Regions from separate parts of the Mus musculus genome. Here all the other regions are linked to region 1. The links are chromatin contacts, called in public HiChIP or PLAC-seq and promoter capture Hi-C maps. All regions are on one chromosome and are shown on one strand. Each heading gives the region's core, a stretch centred on a gene start, on an enhancer-like site or on the middle of the called end of the contact. The rest is flanking DNA. Distances are from core to core; before and after follow the strand shown. Region 1 holds the start of AU016765 (expressed sequence AU016765). Region 2 holds the start of Ralbp1 (ralA binding protein 1). Region 3 holds the start of Txndc2 (thioredoxin domain containing 2 (spermatozoa)). Region 4 holds the start of Fbxl17 (F-box and leucine-rich repeat protein 17).

The links. Promoter capture Hi-C pulls out the DNA fragments that hold promoters and counts their contacts. HiChIP or PLAC-seq counts read pairs in DNA pulled down with a chosen protein or histone mark.
Region 2: a contact with region 1 is called in a promoter capture Hi-C map of embryonic stem cells, with 2.7 times the contacts expected there. The contact joins the promoter of Ralbp1 here to the promoter of AU016765 in region 1.
Region 3: a promoter capture Hi-C map of embryonic stem cells shows a contact between it and region 1, with 3 times the contacts expected there. The contact joins the promoter of Txndc2 here to the promoter of AU016765 in region 1. A contact is called at or near these places in 2 of 39 promoter capture datasets (embryonic stem cells and hippocampal neurons), 1 of 115 datasets of contacts at active chromatin or transcription factors (embryonic stem cells) and 1 of 9 other capture datasets (embryonic stem cells).
Region 4: an H3K27ac HiChIP or PLAC-seq map of embryonic stem cells shows a contact between it and region 1, with 2.8 times the contacts expected there. The contact joins the promoter of Fbxl17 here to the promoter of AU016765 in region 1. A contact is called at or near these places in 2 of 39 promoter capture datasets (embryonic stem cells and hippocampal neurons) and 2 of 115 datasets of contacts at active chromatin or transcription factors (embryonic forebrain and embryonic stem cells).

The regions. Positions count from the first base shown.
Region 1 is chr17:64,554,148-64,557,376 of GRCm38.p6, forward strand. AU016765 (expressed sequence AU016765) reads right to left here and starts at 1,443. Exons shown (of 4, transcript NR_045899.1): 1 at 1,257-1,443.
Region 2 is chr17:65,883,159-65,886,387 of GRCm38.p6, forward strand. It overlaps Ralbp1 (ralA binding protein 1), which reads right to left and starts at 1,765. Exons shown (of 10, transcript NM_001198949.1): 1 at 1,520-1,765.
Region 3 is chr17:65,640,437-65,643,665 of GRCm38.p6, forward strand. It overlaps Txndc2 (thioredoxin domain containing 2 (spermatozoa)), which reads right to left and starts at 1,768. Exons shown (of 3, transcript NM_001146002.1): 1 at 1,541-1,768. The coding sequence starts at 1,545. Gm35477 (a long non-coding RNA gene) reads left to right here and starts at 1,874. Exons shown (of 5, transcript XR_003952220.1): 1 at 1,874-1,943; 2 at 2,028-2,557; 3 at 2,792-2,904; 4 at 3,016-3,108.
Region 4 is chr17:63,498,837-63,502,065 of GRCm38.p6, forward strand. Fbxl17 (F-box and leucine-rich repeat protein 17) reads right to left here and starts at 1,744. Exons shown (of 9, transcript NM_015794.1): 1 at 189-1,744. The coding sequence starts at 1,181.

The DNA of each region.
Region 1 (3,229 bases), core at 193-2,692:
TTGGGATAAAAGTTGGTGATGGTGTTTTAACAAATACATACACACACACACATATACATACATACATATATATATATATATACACACACACATACACACATACACACACACACACACATATATATATATCATAGTTCTAGTGACCCGGAGAGAAAAAAGAAATGAAATAGGCCCAAGTAGCTATAAATTGAAAGATGTTTATATTAAAAAAAAAATTATGATCAGAAATGTGTTTTGGGAATCATCATGGGTTGCTGGAAATGTGCTAGAATCTATTGTTTCATCAAGAATTCAGATTGTGGAATCAAACAGTCAGACACACCAAATAGATGATGGTGATGATTGACAGCTGCGGTGTGTATGGGCCTGGCCACGGGAGGATGCTGAAGCTCAAGGCTGGCAAGGATTTCAGGCCCCACTAGCATCCTCTCAGCGCGTCATCATAGCTCTGCATTGTCATTGATCACCACGCTTCGGTGCCGCAAGGACGAGGATCTTTCTTGGCAATGGGTGCTTGTTTCTGAGACCTTTTTGTTTGACTTTGTCTCTTTGACATATTTACCCAATCCCAAAGATTTCAGTCAGTTTTATTTACACAGTCTGAGTTAACACCCCCTCCCCAACTAACTATATTGTCATCGCCAAGACATGTGACCAATTTCCCATGAGCATGGAGCATTTCCTGGTTATCAACCACCATGAGTAAACCCCACCCTAGAAGGCCTTCAGAAATTCCCAAGTAGAACCAAACACCACTTGTAACTTTTTTTTTCCCTTCCTTCCTTAGGTAGGCAGAAATTGTACTATCATTGAAAATCAGTCTGGTGGTTCACTTCACCGCAAGGACAAAGAATTCAGTCTCATACCATGGATTTTTAAAAAAATGATAAAATGCACAGAGTGAAAAGCATTCCATGAGTGATTTCACACATGCTGCTAAGTACGGCAGAGTATTGCCAAGACTGGCCTTTAATCTCCATGGGAAGCCATAACAGCTGTACACTCTTATTTGCTGTCAAATGCCTTTTGCATGGTTCTTAGAGAAGACAGGAGGCAGGAAATCCTTCCCATTTATCTTACCTTACTTTCTTTGACCCGCATCTCTTCTCATTAGCCCTCTATATCTGTTGATAGCTTAGAATGTGCAGATTTTGCCAGCCCCAGGCAGAACAATCAAGCTGGATAGAAGAGGTTTGGTGTTCCCCCAACTGCCTTGGAGGCACCTGTCTGCCTCCTCTTCTCAGTGAGCTTCTCACCTCCTGACCTCAGCTCCAGTCCACGCCAGCACGGATCCTCAGTAAGACTCAGTTCGGTGTATTCTTGTGTGGGATCATGTGTCATCAAGTTCCACCTGGCTGGATGAAGTGAGCCTGGAGGAGCAGAACAGCGGGAGGGAAGTCGGACTTACTGAAGTCGTCTGTCTCCTGAGTCAGGAAGAGCAAGGATCTAGACTCTTAGCAGGTGCTGAGTAATACTCTACCCTTTCTCCTGGAAAACAAGAACCCAGAAGGTTCTGGACCAACCAATGCAGAATAATCAGAGGAACTGAATTTGATTGGTGGTAGGAAACCCTTTGGACAATCATTATCAGCTTTAAGCAATTAACTAGTTAAGCTAAAATGTCAACTGGTTGATTGGCTAAAGCTGTAGGTAGTTCATGAATCCTCTAGTTTGCCTCTTTTTTTTTTTTTTTTTCTATAAATACTATTGTTGTGGATTTGGTCTGTTATTGGTGATGGTGGGAGGCTTTTGTTTTTGTTTTCTTGGTTATTGGATTAGTTTTGTTTCTTTGTTTAGGTAAGGATAAATGGCCTGGGATATATTCCTTTTAGCACTACCTGTAGGCATTTCTAGGTATGCTTTGGGTTCTTCTGACCTCCTACTGCATTAAAACTCAAAACTGTCTACATTAAAACTAAAATCACTACACTTTCCCAACTTTGACACCACTCCCTTCACCTGGAAACAGTTCTCAACCCCCTTTAGAACTGCCTACCTACTCAACGGATACATAAGTCACATACATAGTAAGAAGTGGATGGTTTCAGTGGTATTGTAAATGTAAGTTTTTTGGGAATTTTATGAGTCATTTGGCATGACTTGGTGACTTGCCATCAGCCCTAAGTGATAATTATATATATAACAAATGCTACACAAACTAGCTGTCCTCCATCCCTGGAGTGTAAGATCTAGGCTCGACTCGGAGGCGATGGCTCCCACCATGCTGATAGCTGTCTGCGTTACTGGTTCTTGAATACCTCCTTGCTTGACATGTGTTTGGGATCCATTTGTTGAGCAGATGAATGAATTTGAGACAGGATGCACGTTTATTCTGGCCTTTGCTTAAAACTCTGAGCCTAGGCAGACTCCCCATGGCTCCATCCTGCCTGCCAACAAGTTCCTGTGATAGGTTGCCTCCTTGGCTACCTACCCATCCTCTCATGGTTTTACTCCTAGCTGGTAGTTCGCTTTCTGCCTCTTTCATCTCCTGCCCAGGTTCATGGACATCTGACAATACATTTCAGTAGCTAGGGAGAAAACACTGGCAACTTTCAGAGCCCTCCCTGGCTTCTAGTTCAGCCACACGGTTTCTGTGTGATCTCAGAAGCTCACAGCCTCCTGTAGCCTTGGTGGTTTTATGAATTAGAACGTATGTCATCGTCATCAAGCTGTGTCCATCCCAGTGGGATCACGGGAATCAAAGGAGCCGACGCACGGGCCAGGGTCCCGTGACCTGTAAAGTACCATAATTCACCTTGAGACAGTAGGAGTCAGAATTGAAAACCAGCTCTACAGCCCGAAGCAGGGCTTTTACTTTTCCTAGGCTTCTATTTCTTCATTCGCAGACGGGATAATAACACCTACCATTCAGGGCTTTTAGGAGTTCAGTGAAATTGTGTGAACAACAAGACTGATAAATACAGTTCACAGCAACCTCTTGCCTTTCCCAGTTTCCTGACTCGGGTGTCTGACATGGTATCATCATCAATCTCAGTCCGTTCTTAAGGTGCTGGGATTCTTGAGAAAGAACCGCTCTGATCCCGCTGCGGCAGAGAAAAGGCTCTGGGGTCAGAGGTCAAATCATTTGTCCTATGTGCTGGGCCCTTCACATGCTAACCTTGATCTTGAACGAGTCCTCGGTCTCTAGGCTTTCTCAGTAACTGTTCCTACTTGAGGTAGGATAGGAATTAGGCTGATAGGCCGGAGGGAGGAGAGGGAGGGTTCTGCG
Region 2 (3,229 bases), core at 515-3,014, 1.3 Mb after region 1:
TACACACTTTTTAAAACACCACTTCGGTCTCTCCAAATTACGAGGAAAATGGTCCCTGTAAACTTATTATGAGAAACCACATTTTGAAAAAGACAGCAAATTCAGCTATTGTAACTTGTTTCTAGATTCTCTGTGATTGTTTGTTTGTTTGTTGTTTGAGACAGGATTTCTGTTTAGCCCTGGCTATACTGGAACCCGCTCTGTAACAAGGCTGACTTCAAACTCACAGAGCTCTGCCTCCAGAGAGCTGGGACTGAAGGTGTGTGCCACCACCAGCTGGCTTCTAGATACTTCGTTTTAAAATTTACTTAACAGCAACTGCTATTAAACTAACCTATCTCTCTTGGGTCTATGGGACACACTGAAAAACAAGAAGCACTCTACTGACTGCAGACCTCTGAAAATGCTAACACCACTAACAGGAGTTCTTCATTTTGAAGAAGACATCCAGGACCTTGAAATCATCGAGATAATTCCTACTACAGAAAGTGATGGGACCTTTCCTTAAAGTGCTGTCTGAACACTAAACCAAAAGTAGGCTTATAACTTATCACTGAGTACTTTGTTAATAACGGCCAAGTATAGGTAATGCTACCCCAAAGCACCAGTGTTAGCCCACCCCCGTTCCATCAACACCACCAAAGCTGGGCAGTGCAACAGCTCAATGCCCACACTATAGCACTTCTGTCACAAGCACAGACCTCTAATGAAAACAGCTGTGATCTCTAAAAACCTTAGGGTACGCACGCTGCTCTCTCTGGAAGAATCCTTGTAATAATCTCCAAACTTGAACCAGCCCTACCTACTTCAGGAGACTGGAAAGTGGAGTAATTCGTCAAACCTGTTTCACAACGACATATTTAAAAGATGGAAAAAGAAAGCTGGCCTCGACTGAGAACACTCTGGTACGAAAACGCTTGAAAACGCCGTTGAGAATGGAGCTCCTAACTCCAGATCAGACAGAACACTTCTGAACCCTGGAACAAGTACCACTGCAAACAGGGTCGTCCCCTTGCCCAACGCCTGCCACGGGCGACAACAGGAGCTGTTCCCCCGACTCTACCCGGCAAACACGGAGACAGGTGGGCGAGCCAGATGCGCGAGGCAGATGCGACCCATAAACCGGAAGGCTTGCGTCAGGCCAGTCCCCGGCCGCAGCTCCGGCCAGGTGTGGCCCGCAGGGATGCCCCGAGGCCTGGAAGGGTCCGAGGAAGCAGCTGGACTCCCAACTAGCCTCTGGGTCCCAGAGCAACACAGGACACACCCGGGTGCTCCCAAGGAGGCCTGTCGGGCAGGCGGCGTGACCCACCCCAAAGGAGCAAGCTCCGGGGTGAAGCTTTCACGGACAACGTAAGGCGGGGCGGCCACGCCCCCCACCCCCAACTCCCATTCCGAGCCCGGGATCCCAAGCCCGGCACGCTGCGTGACAGGCGCGGGCGCGAGGCCGGGCGCCCGACGGCTCCCACGGACACCGCCGCAGCGTTGCGACCCCCGCGAGCGTCCGCTCCCCGCCACTGACCAGTGCCTGCCGCCGAGCGACCGTCCGCTCCGCTGCAGCCGCCGCCGCCTCCTCGCACTCACGCTTCCGCCACAACCGCCGCCTCCTGCGCTGCACCCCGGGCCGGCCGCGGGAGCCCCATTCCCACCCCGCCCAGCCTTCGCCTGTTTACAATGATTGGGACAGAACAGGACGAGCCGGCCCAGCGCGCACGCGCACGCCCTCCTCCCGCCGCAGCCGGCTTCCCGGGTCCTCGGCTCCTTGGCCGTGACGGCTAGGGCCGGCTAGGGCAAACGCCCCGCGTCCTCGCGTGGGGCACGCCGGGAGTTGTAGTTCTAGTTAACCCAACGCCCCGCTGCTGTAGGGCCCTTGTCTCCGACATAAACCACAACGCCCAGAAAGCACCGCGCCTCCCGAGCTGGAACTCGTTAAGGGGGAACAGGGAACCCGCGAGAGGATGCGCCAAACGCTAAGGCTCTGCAGGCGCCTGCGCAGTGTTCTGGGGAGCGAGTGGAACACACACACCTACCGGAGCGAATCCAAGTGAAAACAGTGTGGGAGCCCTGCGGAGCTCTGCTGGAAAGAAAGCGCGTTCCTCCCCAAGCTCTGGCCTGGTGTCCGCAGCTACTGAGAGTGACACTTTTCCCCCCAGCGTCTGCGTACTTTAAGTGGTTCCAACCAGTTAAACCAGCCTGGGCTGCTGACCCACCCCGCCTCTGGGCGGAGCACCTTGCTGGCCTTCTTTGGGCGGAGATCTTCCTTTGGAGAATTCTTGCCTGGGGGTTTGGAGAAAGGAGGCTTCTGGGGCCAGGGCTGGGCAATCCGCAGGACCCCTGAAGTGTGTTGACTTGCGGGAAACTGCTGGCTCCCACCCACTTGCCTCCGCAGTTAGCAATCCATACCCGAGTTAAAGCCGCACAGCATCACGTTCAGCTTACAAATAGAAACAGCTGCGTATCCTCCAGAAGTCCCCCACGAAGGACGGAAAACGTGTTGGCTGGTGCATACTGTAATAAACAGCACTCCATGGAATTATTCTGGGTTTATGACATTGGCAGTCAGAAGAGAGATGAGATTTCTAGTGTCTGCTTCTTCACTGATCCATCGTGTGCTACACTCCCAAGCCATCTTTGCTCAAATATGACAAGTCCATCCCCTTGTGCAAAAGAGTCACTCCCAGTGGAACACTGAGGTCCTAGAGGGACCTTTCCACAACCCCTGTAGCAATAAAACAGCCTCCATGAGAAGATGGCCTGTGAGTACGCCAGTTAAATTACTCCTTCCCGCTGGCAGTTCTGATTTGGTCAAGGGATAAGCACTGCCTGAGCGGGGCTTTATGGAGCCTTCCCTGGAATTGACATATGGGATAATGAGGTGGGGAAAGAGGCTTTTTTTTTTTTTTTTAACTGAGTAATTTACGTGTAACATCACGTGACTCGTTCACCGTGGAAGTGAATAAGGCTGAAAGCAGAGAAGTGGGGGACACAGCAAGGGAGAGGGAAAAGCAAGAGTGAAGACTGACTTCCTTCTGAGCCATAGTTTCTGCAGAGCCTTTAAGTGCCGCGTTTACGTGAGCCAATCCAGGAGTAATCTATGCACACTTTTTTTTATTATTTATTTGTGCTAATGGAGGTGCAAATAAAGAGCATATTTATTGGCTGTTTCTCAGCAGTCTTCCCTCCCCCTTAAGGAACACCACATAACCATTTCCGCTGGTAACTGTTTTAGAAC
Region 3 (3,229 bases), core at 518-3,017, 1.1 Mb after region 1:
GGACTTAAACTGGGTAGCATCCTGGAGGCTGGAGCTGATGCAGAGACCATGGAGACGTGCTGCTCACTGGCTTGTTCTCATGGTTTGCTCAACCTCCTTTCTCATAGAACCCAGGACCACTAGCCCAGAGGTGATATCACCCACCGTGGGCTGGGGCCTCCTACATCAATTACTAATTAAGAAAGTGCCCCCACAGGCTTGTCCACAGCCCAATCTCCCACATGTAGTTTTTCAACTGGGGAATCTCCCTCTGAGATGACTCCAGTAGTGTCAAGTTGAAATGAAACTAACTAGTACTTTCTTACAACTTACTTAGGCTCCCTGGAGAACCTCCTTAGTCCCTCCTGAAGGACGATCCCCCGAAGACACTAGGTCACCTCTCAGCATTCCTATACTAGAAGCTTCCAACTCACAAACACTTGAGAACAAACTACAGTACTCACTGTAGCTTTCTCCTAAGCATTGCCTCTGAGAAGTATCACATGATAGCAAATATGTATCTCCTGCTGGACTGTCTTTTCCCTCCTCCATAAGCCCTCCTCATGTGTCACCATCCTCCTACCTTCTGCCTTGTGGCTAGTCCCAGTTGGATCAGCCATGTGTACCTCACTAGGCATAACTACAACCGAATTACCTTTCCACAGGCTGGGGTGAAGCTCAATCGTATAACTTGCCTAGCACTAGGTTCCATCTTTAGCAACACAAAGCGCATGCTTGCTCTTGTACATGTGCATGCACACGCACATACACATATGCACATGCGCATGGACACACACACACTCCTCCTGTAAGTGCAGACTACTCATGTGCAAGTAAGCATGCTCATGTGTGGGTACACACATATGCTCCTGGGCACGCATGTGTGCGCACACACACCTTTCAGAAAGAGTTCTGTTATCTTTTTCGAGGTCGCTTGCTTGCTTTCCGAATTTACTCTGCCTAGCCATCCAGTCCCAAGAATATATGTGAAAATTGAAGTTTTGCATTTAAGGCAAAGTTTTAAATTATTTTATGTTTATGGGTTTTTGTTTACAGGTCTGTCTGTAGGCACCACTTACATGCCCGGTGTCCAAAGAGGCCATAAAAGAGCATCAGATCCCCCAAAACTGGAGTTACGGACAGTTGCGAGCTGTCATGTGGGTGCTGGGAATCAAACCTGGGTTCTCCAGAAGAGCAGCCAGGTGCTCTTAACCATTGAGCCATCTCTCCAGCCCAAGGTCTGCATTCTTAACAGAGATGTATTTCTATGTTTCTTTTACCACACTATATACTAACAGTCAAAATGAAAGAGGTTGTCTAGACAGTGGCATGTCCATGTTGTCTATAGAAGCTTTGAGACATTGACTAGAAGCGACGTAATCATCTGGGCTTGGATAGCAAACATATTCTACTAAGGGAAAAAGGGATGCTGGTATCAGCCCATGCATTTCTTTCCTAATAGAATATACATTCTCTGTTCCTTCCTCCCCAGTCTTGATCATACCCACCCACTTCCCCTTTCCCTCCTCCTCATGTAATCTCAACACATTTCCCTCCTCACTCCATGTCCGTCTCTTTTCTGCAGCCCACTGAGTCCGATTAGCGCTGTCGGTTGGAACGCTGGCTGGTCTTGCTGGTTTGATCTTGTGTGGCGGCTGTGAGTCCGTGAGTGCCACAGCCAGGAGACAGCATCTCACAGCATTCCTTCCCCTATCACGTGCATCCTTCTTCTCCTCTCTTCTAGGATGGTCCCAGGAGCCTTGTAGAGGAGGGTTGATATAGGCGTTTCATTTAGGGCTGAGTGCTTCTCAACCCTTTCACAATTGTTGGTGTCATAGAAGGGATATTGTTACACGGGGCTTCATTCCTTGGATGTGGGCTTTACAAGGCAGCAAAGGATGATGACATTGTGATGTCAATGAGGCTTCCCAGATGAGAGGAAGGGACAATTTCTCTTCCACGCTGTGAGTGGGGAAGCCAGAGGGTAGGCACATATCCGGTCTCAAGCTAGAAGCATCAGTGTAGATGTTGGCTTCATGTGCCCACAGGAAACCTGAAAGCTGAAAGTCATGCTCTGATGTTCTCACTGAGGAGTCTCCAGGAAGATCCACATCCACAATGGATGCCATAGCCTATTCAGGATTTGTCCCAGCAGAGAAGTGAGTGCAGGCCCAAGACAGTGGGGTAGGGGACACAAGCCTGCAGGGGAAATGCTAAGGATCTGTCCGTCCTACGCATACCCGAGTGAGGCTGGGAACAATTAGACTAATGGACCATGGAGGCCTACAGATGGCAAAGCAGCCTGTCTGCTGGGAAAGGGGATATGGTCAGAGGCAAGAATCACTGTATTAGAAAGAGGACAGTGTCTTCTGGTACATCAAGGGATTGCTTGTGCTTCTCAGCCCAGGGCCAAACAAAGCCAGGCCACACTTCACAAGGGAAACCAGCAAGAGGTCAGAGAGCCTGGCACAGTGAATCCATAGAGCTCTGTGTACCCACCTGCGTGGGAGAGGGAGGAACCTGAAACACAAGGCTGTCGCTACAGCAAAGAGAGCCCTGGGTGCTGAAATTCTAACAGGTTCGTTTAATTTGTCATGCCTGCTTCTCTGAGCTCCTTCTTAATCCCATTGAGGAAAGGCTCAAGGGGAAGATTTAGATTCATTAAAAAAAAAAAAAAAGCGTTTGAAGCTGCACTAAATCCAACTGTCTTAGCGAGAGCGAGGAAATCGGCCTCTGCTGTGGCTGCTGCCTGGATCTTGGTCATGTGTTAGCTTGGCAGAGCTCTGCTGGTGTTTTCCTTTTCCTCTCGCAGCTGATGGATTTCAAGACACTCGAAACACTAATGGTGCTGAAGAATTTCCATTCCACTCGTGGTGTGTTTGCCTTCTGCACAGGCATGTCTCCCAGTCGCCCAGGAACCCTTCTGTGAGTCAGGGTGTGTCTTACTTAGGAAGCAAATAACCAGCTATTTTAAGCACAAGAAGGTTTAGGCAGTTATGAAATAGCCTGAAAGGATCTTATTTGGTCTCCAAACAGTGTGCAGTATGGCAGAACAGACCTACCCATGGGGCTGCCGCCGCCAAGACTCCAGGAAGACTGGGGGAGGAGGCTGCCACGACCACCACCAAGGTGGGCTTCAAGCACTTTCTGCCAGAGATGCAATCCCAGAGGGGGGGGCCTCTGGATTTCCTCTCAGATCAAATCCAGAGGTGAACACTGGCATTCGGCTCCTGTATTCCTTCCCTCTGGG
Region 4 (3,229 bases), core at 494-2,993, 1.1 Mb before region 1:
CCAGGCTGAAAGCTCAGGCCCCACTGGCTTCCCAGTCTCCCCTTCCGGCGTCCCCCGGCTGTCAGGGAACCCCCCCCCCTCCTCTGCACACAGGGGGAGGAGAGAGAAAGCCTCGGAGGCGGGGGAGCCGGGTTAGGGGGGCGGGGGGGGGGGAGTGAGCATCCCTGCGCCTCCTCGCCCAGACCCACCTTAAGCAGGATGGACGGCGGCAGTTGGTTGATGTCTGGGATCTCGGGGGGCGGCTCCCTGTGACAGTCGCAGGGGTTTTCGGGGGGCTCCTGACAGTCCGCGTCGCCGCTCTCGGGCTGCTGCTGGGCAGACGAGGGGGCGGTGCCCCCGGCTCGGACTGTGTCCCCGGCGGCGGCCACGATGGGGGCACACTCTGAGGCGGGAGAGGCGGGCGCGGGGCAGAGCGGCGGCGGGGGCTGCTCCGGGGCCTGGCAGCAGCCGGCATCGGGCGGCCGCGGCGGCGAGGCACCTCCTCCCGCGGGCCCTCCCCCGCCGCCGCCGCCCCCGCCGCAGCCCCCGCAGCCGCAACGGGGCTGCTTGCAGGGGGTGCAGGCGGGGACCCCGGCCCCTTTCCGCTTGCAAACCATCTCGAGGGCCGTGGCGGGCTCGGCCTGCGGCGGCGGCGCCGGCGGTGCCCGGAAGAGCTGCACGGCGGCCAGCGGTCCCAGGAAGCGCACGGGCCCCACGCCGGCCAGGAAGAGGCTCCGGCCCTGCTGCTCCCAGGCGGCGGCGGCGGCCAGCCCCAGCTCCTTGCAGCAGGACGCGGGCGACGAGGCAGCGGCGGCGGCGGCGGCGGCCGAGGACAGCAGGAAGCGGCGTGCGGCGGCGGCGCAGTCCTCGGCGGCCAGGGCCGCGTAGCGCCGCGCCAAGTGCTGCGAGGAGACGGCGGCGTAGGCCCCGTCCCGCGGCGGCGGCGGCGGTGGCGAGAGCGGCGGCTCCTCCTCTAGGCCGGCGGAGGCGGGCGCGCCGGGGCTGTGCACGATGAAGCAGAGCATGCAGGGCCCGCGGAAGAAGCAGTCCCGGCTCCGGGGCGCCGCGGGCTGCGGGGACGCCTTGGCCAGAGCCCGGCGGGGCAGTCTGAGGAGAGGGCGCCGGCGGCGACACCAGCTGCAGCAGCGAGGCCTCTTCTGGCTCGGGCGGTTACGCGGCTCCTTCGAGAGAAGGTGGCCCATATAGAAGGCCCCGAGGAGGGCGACCGGGACGGGGCGGGAGAGGGAGGCCCGAGGGGCGGGCTCCGGCGGCGGGGCAGGCCGCTGGCTGGGTCGCCCGCGCCGCGCACCCGGCACACGCGACGGCGGGGGTGGGCGTCAGCTGCGGGCCGCCCGGGTGCCCGACGCGGGCTACATGCTTTGCCCCCCGGGGAGCCGGGAGGAGGACGGGCGCGAGCTGTGGGGACGCGAGGGAGGGAAGCGAGTCTGCCGGCCAGGCCAGCCGGTTCAGTCAGTCAGCGCCGCGGCGGGGGCAGCGCGGGCCCGACTCGGACCATTTTAACTGCGGCTGGGCCGGCGGCGCGCGAGCCCGCGACACGGCCCGTCGCCGCGGGAGCGCGCCGCCCGCTCCGGGAGGGGGCGGAGCCGCCCGCGGGGGCGCGCGGGTCTCACCCAGGGGCGGGAGCGCCGCCGGGGGAGAAGCGGGGACCTCGGGGCTGCGCGCTGACGGGGCCGCGCACTCCCTCCGGCTGCACACGGAGGTGGCCTGGACGCCTCCGGGCTCACGCCCCTCTCCCGAAGCGGATGGAGACGCTTCCGAGCCAGCTGGGTGACATCCGTTTCCACGGCCGCGCTGACGTCTGGAGGTGTAAGTTCAAGAGCTGCCATTGGCCAGGCTCAGCTTGGCTCTTCCCCTTCACTTCCCACCCCACCATCGCCCTGACTCGGAAACTGAGGCCAATTGAGAACGGAAGAACCAGTTCCACCTGAGAGGCCTGAGCCCTTGGGTGATGGGTGACAGTCCAGTAAGGATCCGTTAGCTAGGTGACTACACTGATTCTACTCCTGTGTCTAGGCACCTGTTGCATACTGCTGCCTTTGCACACAATTGCGGGCTGAAAACATGTATCACGCTGAAAACAGGTATACACGCTGGAAAAAACACTCCAACATTCCAGGCTCCAAGCTCAATGTTACTGTTGTTTGACACCTTGAAATCCAGTCTGTCCACTCTGTGAATATTAGTGTGGTGCCCTTAGGACAGACTTTGGTGGCTAAGGTGGGGAACTAAAACATGCAAGTTGATCAGACTTCAGAAGTCTTAAGTTACAGTGATGACACAGGTTCTCGGATGGGGAGAGGTCAGCTTTCACAGGGGAGAAGGTAGGGAAAGTTAGTTGTCTTAGTCTCTTCTGCTGCTATAACAATGCTACATACAACAGTAAACTATGAAGAAGTTTATCTCGCTCTGGAGGCTTTGGAAAGTAGAATAACATGCAGTGTCAGCTAAGTGGCAGGGTAAAAGCGCCGGAAACTGTCTATCATTTTTTATCGGGAACCTACTCTTGTGGTAACAATTTGTTCCTGGAGGGCGGAACTCTAGTGTCCTCATCACCTCTTAAAGGACCCCCTTAGGAATGTTGCATGCATACTGTTAACAGTAGCAAATTTCAGGGTAAGTTTTGGAGGGAACTTTGAAACCATGCTAAGAGTCCAAAGCAGTGGATCAGGCAGTGGAGAGGACTTTAGAAAAAGTGTCAGTGGGGGGAGTGGCAGAAAAGAAACAAAGGCTGCGAAGAAATGAGGTGATTTGTTTCTGGCAGTTTCTACTCTTCATTAAAAGAAGCCCCACCCCTCCCTGCTGAAGAATATACTCCCTGGGTATATTCAAAAGCTACCGGGGAGAGAGTTGAGGATATCAGAATTTCAAAAACCAATGGGAAAAAGATTTGTCCAGATATTCACATATTTGTTACTCTCAAATGTGCTGTCTGAACTCCTTCACCTACGGATATCCCCCACATGCCCATGGTTCTTCTGCCTGTAATCGAGGAAAGGGTCTTCCAGGCTCTCAGAGCTCCATTCGTGAATCGTCAAGTTATGGCCATCTCGGCTTGGCTCTTTTCTAGAGCAAATGAAGCTAAAATTGTGCAGAAAGTACAGCCCTGTCAGTTTCTTGTAAGTCAAGCATTCGTCTACCCTTTGGCACATAAAGACCCACATCTTGTGTTCACCAAGAGAAATAAAGTCCTGTCTGCAAAAAGACTTGTATGGAAACGCAAATGTACTGA